2 separate regions of the Sus scrofa genome follow, and region 1 is linked to region 2. A link is a contact called in public HiChIP or PLAC-seq data. All regions are on one chromosome and are shown on one strand. Each heading gives the region's core, a stretch centred on a gene start, on an enhancer-like site or on the middle of the called end of the contact. The rest is flanking DNA. Distances are from core to core; before and after follow the strand shown.

Region 1 (2,700 bases), core at 82-2,581, 300 kb after region 2:
TCGGATTCGTTAACCACTGAGCCACGACAGGAGCTCCCTGATAGTGTCCTTTGATGCAAAAAGATTTTCATTTTGATTCAGTTCAGTTTATCTGTTTTTTCTTTTGTTGCTTGTGTTCTTAGTGTCATACTTAAGAAATCATTGCCTGAAGTTAGGTCATGAAGATTTTCACCCATTTTCTTCTAAGAGTTTTATAGTTTCTGTTATTTGTGTTTCTGGCATCTCTCCCCTTTGGATTCACATCTGTGTCCCCATCCCCATCAGGGGCACTCCATGGTGGAGGGCCTGCCCTCTTGTGCATAGTATACAGTAGGCTTTCAACTCATGTTTGTGGGATATGTGTTGGGCAGGGTCCTTGTGCTCCCTGCCACACCTAGACTTGCCCCGTCATCAACTTTAAATCCCCAAGAACCACACCCCTCTCTTGCCTGCCACTGAAAGGCCTGGGGGTGCTCTGCCCTGCTGCAGGACAATGTCCTCAGTTCCAGGTCTTGAGAAGTGGGTGCTCACCAGGGACAAGGCAACCACAGAGATGGTTCTGGATTGACTAGAGACCCCAAAAGGGACGTTTCACCTGGAAGCCACCTTGAAGACTGAATGAGATTTCAGCAAGAAAAGATCATTTTTGGTGATGCCAGACCTGGCCAGCTGGAGAGCCCATGGGCAGACAGGACTGGCCCCAGAGTGAGACTGGTCCTAGGGCGAACCCAGGGGGAGCAGGGAATGGGGCAGAGCTCAGAGTAGGAAAGGGGGACCTTTCAGGGATGCACTGGGAACCCCATCTCATGGGAAATGGGGAGCCACAGAAGGTTTTCAAGCAGGGGAGGGACTCAAAGGCAGCACTTTGGTATGTGCTCAGCTCTATAGCTGGTAAGGCTGCTGATAGGGAGCAAGTCTCAAACAAGAAAGCATCATGTGTGCTGGATGCCTTGGAGTAAGTCGCTGGGCCTCTCTGGGCTCCCATTTCTGTTAACTTGGGTGCAGAGACAGGGCAGGGAAGTGGGGAAAGAGAAACAGCTATTTATCCTTGAGGGGCTGGGAAAGCAGAACTTAGGGTGTGGCCAAGTGACAGAGGACTTTCTGGGGCATGCCATCAAGTGAAGGCATTCCTAGGCACAGCCTGAGCTGGGGAAGTGGGCTCCTGGCTCCCTGCTGGCAGCTGCCCTGCCCTCTCACTGGGTTGGCCAGCGTAGCACGTGGGGAAACAGGACTGGGTTCCCAGCAGGCTCTGAGACCCAGGTACCCTGAGGTTCCCCAGGAGGCTCCCGTGTGCCCTGCCAGCCCACTGTGTGCCACCCTCTTAGGCTCCAGAAGCAGCGCCAGAACCTGCTATGGACTTCCTGCTCCTGCTCCTCCTCCTGGCTTCATCTGCTCTAGCAGGTAAGTTGTTCTGGCTTTTTTCTTCTCACAGGGCCTGGCTCAGCAAGGCCAGCCCTTGGCTGGCCTGGGCACACTGGACTGTATCTGGTCACAGGTTTAGCTGCTGAGGTTGAAGAAGGGCATGGGGAAGCAGTGACAGGGAGCCATGACCCTCCCTGGGGTGCCCCGTGGGGCTGCATTGCTGAGGACACGGCAGGGTTCGGGGGCCCATCTGGAGCACCTCCTATGTGACAGATCAGGAGGTGACCCTGGCCTGCATCACACTCCACCCTGTCCTGTCCCTCCCTCAGGCCTGGCCTCGTGGACGGTTTCCAGCCCCGAGACCGTGCAGGGCATCAAGGGCTCCTGCCTCATCATCCCCTGCACCTTCGGCTTCCCGGCCAACGTGGAGGTGCCCCATGGCATCACAGCCATCTGGTACTATGACTACTCAGGCAAGCGCCTGGTAGTGAGCCACTCCAGGAACCCAAAGGTGGTGGAGAACCACTTCCAAGGCCGGGCCCTGCTGTTGGGGCAGGTTGAGCAGAGGACGTGCAGCCTGCTGCTGAAGGACCTGCAGCCCCAGGACTCGGGCTCCTATAACTTCCGCTTTGAGATCAGCGAGGGCAACCGCTGGTCAGATGTCAAAGGCACAGTTGTCACCGTGACAGGTGAGGAGCAGGGTGGCCCAGCCACTGCCTGGGCTCCCAGGCCACCCCTGGCCCCACTGGCTCACAGTTCCCATCCTGGTCTGAAAGCCAACCCCAGCCCCAATCTTGGCCGCAGTTCCAGTCCTAGCCCTGTGCCCCCTGGCATTCGCCCCTGTGAACTACTTGCATTCTCCTTCTCCTTGAAGCTCCAGCCTGGAGCCAGGGTTTCCAAGGCAGGAGGGCTCAGGTGTGGTGAACGGGAGTCCCCAGCCTCCTCTCTCATCCTTAGAGGTGCCCAGCGTGCCCACCATTGCCTTGCCAGCCAAGCTGCATGAGGGCATGGAGGTGGACTTCAACTGCTCCACTCCCTATGTGTGCCCGACGGAGCCGGTCAACCTACAGTGGCAAGGCCAGGATCCCACCCGCTCCGTCACCTCCCACCTCCAGAAGCTTGAGCCCTCGGGCACCAGCCACATGGAGACCCTGCACATGGCCCTGTCCTGGCAGGACCATGGCCGGATCCTGAGCTGCCAGGTCTCAGCAGCCGAACGCAGGATGCAGAAGGAGATTCACCTCCAAGTGCAGTGTGAGTGCACAGGGATGGGGGGACATGCCCTTCCCACTTTGGTGGGGCAGGTGGAGAGTGTTAAGCCCTAAGCACCACGGTGAAAGTCTCCCTTTCATCTCCTGA
Region 2 (2,700 bases), core at 149-2,648:
AAGTGACTGTTGAGTGTTGCTAGGTAAGTGTTGCTTCTCTAATCAAGGGAAAAGCAGGAACACCAGGCACTGAAGGCGAGACACTCTGATGCTGTTCTGGAAATGGCTAGAAAAGAAGTGCTAAAGTGCCACTGGGCAGAGAAAGAGAAAAAGACAGCAACATGGGCAGATTTGCATATCATGAGAATTGACTTGCATAAGAATGTATTGAGACTTCAGCAGTAGAGCTAGAGAGAGTTGAGGAGGACTGATTTAAACAGTGAGAGGTAGCAGATCCTCCTGGCAACTGGTCCAGTTGAGCTAGGAAGGGAGGGAGAGAAGGGAAAAGGACCCCTGACACAGGCTTCAGTGACAGGGGGTGAGGGATAGGTTGTTGATAAGCACTCTTTCTTTTGCCACTCTCTCTCTACCCATGCTTCCACCCATCTCTTACCTTACAGAACTTCTTGAGATGTTCGTTGATGTTAGTCTTTACTTCCCCCCTTACCTTGGATATTTATTGTTTGCCAAAGAAGAAGGAACTTGCCTACAGGCGCTTTCTACTATTATTTTGCTTCCCAAAATTAAGCCCCTGAGCTGTTTATGGTTTGTGTGAGGGGGCTTGGAGGGTAGGAGAAGAAAGGAGACTCTCAAGGGGTGATTTAGGGACTGAAACAAAGTGGGGCAATTGTCTCTGTAATTTCCCTGAGCTACAGGGCCCACACACTCAGCCGAAGAGCCTCAGAGACTCCCAGCAGCCCCCGAAGAGTTCTGTGGCCCACGAGTAGCAGAACCAAGGGGCTGGGAACAGGAGAGTGTCTCTGCAGAACACACTGCCTGCCAAAGACAAGGGGCCTCCACTTGATCTTTGGAGATTCATTAGATAAACCCTAAACCTTCTTATTACAGAAAGGGCTGAGATTTCCTCAAAACAAAGGTCAATTCCTGGCCTGCTCCATGGAATGGGAGCTGGGGCCTGGTCGATGCACATAAATAAAGTAATGCACTCTTTCTTGCACACACTCCTCTCCACTATTTGGGCAGATTCTGGGTATCAGAAGTCTGAGAGGATCTGCTGCAGGTGACACAGATGGAGGAAAGAGGCAATGTGCACCTTATCTATCGGACTCCTGTGACCCGGAATGCTGGCAGTCTGGGTGCTAGGAAAGAGGTAGCGTTCCAAGCTTTCCCTTTAAAAAATGCTTATAGGACAAGAAAAAATACTAAACACAGGCGGAGGAAGACAGCTCCGCCCTGGGACAACCCCAACGGGCGGAGCGAGGACTGGCCACCGCGCTCCGCGCCTGCGCACTGCGGACTCTGAAGTCAGGACGATCTCAGGGAGGTGGGCGGGGCTGCCCGGGCATCCGGGTCCCTCACCCCGCCCCCGCTGCATGAATGAGAGGCGCGGTGCCGCCCCTCCCCCACCGGGCCCGCCCCTCGCCGGGGCCGCTGCGCGCAGTCCGCCGCTGCCACCTCAGCCGCGCTAGGTCCCGGCAGACGCCAGCCGCTAGCCTCCAGACGCTGACGGTCCTGCCACGCTCGCCGCCGCCGCCGCCGCCGCCGACGCCGCGGGCACGACAGAGTAAGTGAGCAAGCAAGGGCGGGGGCGCCGAGGGTCGTCACCCCCAGTCTGGGGCTTAGTGGACCGGGCGGGTCCAGGTTCGGGATGCTGAGGAGACCGTGGGCCCACTCCAGCCTCCCCCACTCACACTCCTGGCGCCTCCGCGGGGAGCTGGGAGGGGTGGGACAGCTGCCCCAGGTCGGGAGGGACGCGGAGGAGGGTCCGCCCCGATCCGGAGGGTGGGTCACGCACAAAGGGAGGCGCGGGGCTGTCCCCGGGAGGTCACAGAGGGACGGTGCGGGGCACCCCGAACGCCCTCCTAGCCAGTGCCCGGCGTCGGGTCCCCGGGCGTGGGAGGCTCCTAGGATGAGCAGGGAGGACGAGGTTGGCTAGGACGGCTGCCTGCGTTTTGGCGATGGGAACGCGCCGTGGGGGGTGCGGCGTGGCAGTGTTTTCCTGGTCCCCATCTGCTCCTCCCCTTTCTTTGTGGCGTTTGTCTCGTGCCCATTTGTCACTGTGTGTAAACTGTGGTCTGGGGTAAGACCTCTCGCCTCGGCTAACTCATTTAATGAAAGTCAGGTGCGGGCCTGTCTGTGAGTAGGGGGCGTGTGTGCGTCCTCAGGCCGGAGAATTAAAGACCCTCCTTTGTTTCCGGAGACGTAATGGTGTGTGTGTCACCTATGAAATGAGAGAATCAGAGATCATTAAAAAGGGTATGAGGAAAAAAGATGTATTACTCCATCAGATCGTCACCTCGTTCTGCCTCTGCTGTTTTTTCAAATAGTATTTCTTTGTTTCTTACTGTAAAAGCAGTGGGTTAATTGAAAATATGCCTCTAGTCTCATATCTGTTTATCTAGAACACTTGGTTTTGGGGTTTAGTCAGTGGTCATATACTCATATATATGTACATGAAACTACCCTACATTACCAGTTAACTAAAATGCACTTTTTAGTTCATTGGTAATATGTCTATATAGTCATACTGGTCTATAGAAATACTCCAACATATCTATGACACTGTTTTCTCTGCTTCTCTGTAAGGCAGATTTTGTTTCTTCCTGCCTCTCAATGTTAATAAGAACGTAGTCCAGCAGGTTCTCTTCACCTCTTTGCCTTTTTTTTTTTCCCCCTTAATGCTTTGGCAAAGGGTTTTAT

The links. HiChIP or PLAC-seq counts read pairs in DNA pulled down with a chosen protein or histone mark.
Region 1: a contact with region 2 is called in an H3K27ac HiChIP or PLAC-seq map of alveolar macrophages. The contact joins the promoter of SIGLEC1 here to the promoter of RNF24 in region 2. A contact is called at or near these places in 2 of 5 promoter capture datasets (fetal liver and liver), 11 of 47 Hi-C or Micro-C datasets (alveolar macrophages, embryonic fibroblasts, fetal liver and 7 more) and 2 of 2 datasets of contacts at active chromatin or transcription factors (alveolar macrophages and skeletal muscle).

What each region holds. Positions count from the first base shown.
Region 1 is chr17:31,999,396-32,002,095 of Sscrofa11.1, forward strand. SIGLEC1 (sialic acid binding Ig like lectin 1) reads left to right here and starts at 1,332. Exons shown (of 21, transcript NM_214346.1): 1 at 1,332-1,380; 2 at 1,671-2,030; 3 at 2,299-2,595. The coding sequence starts at 1,332.
Region 2 is chr17:31,703,957-31,706,656 of Sscrofa11.1, forward strand. It overlaps RNF24 (RING finger protein 24), which reads left to right and starts at 1,399. Exons shown (of 6, transcript XM_021078063.1): 1 at 1,399-1,564.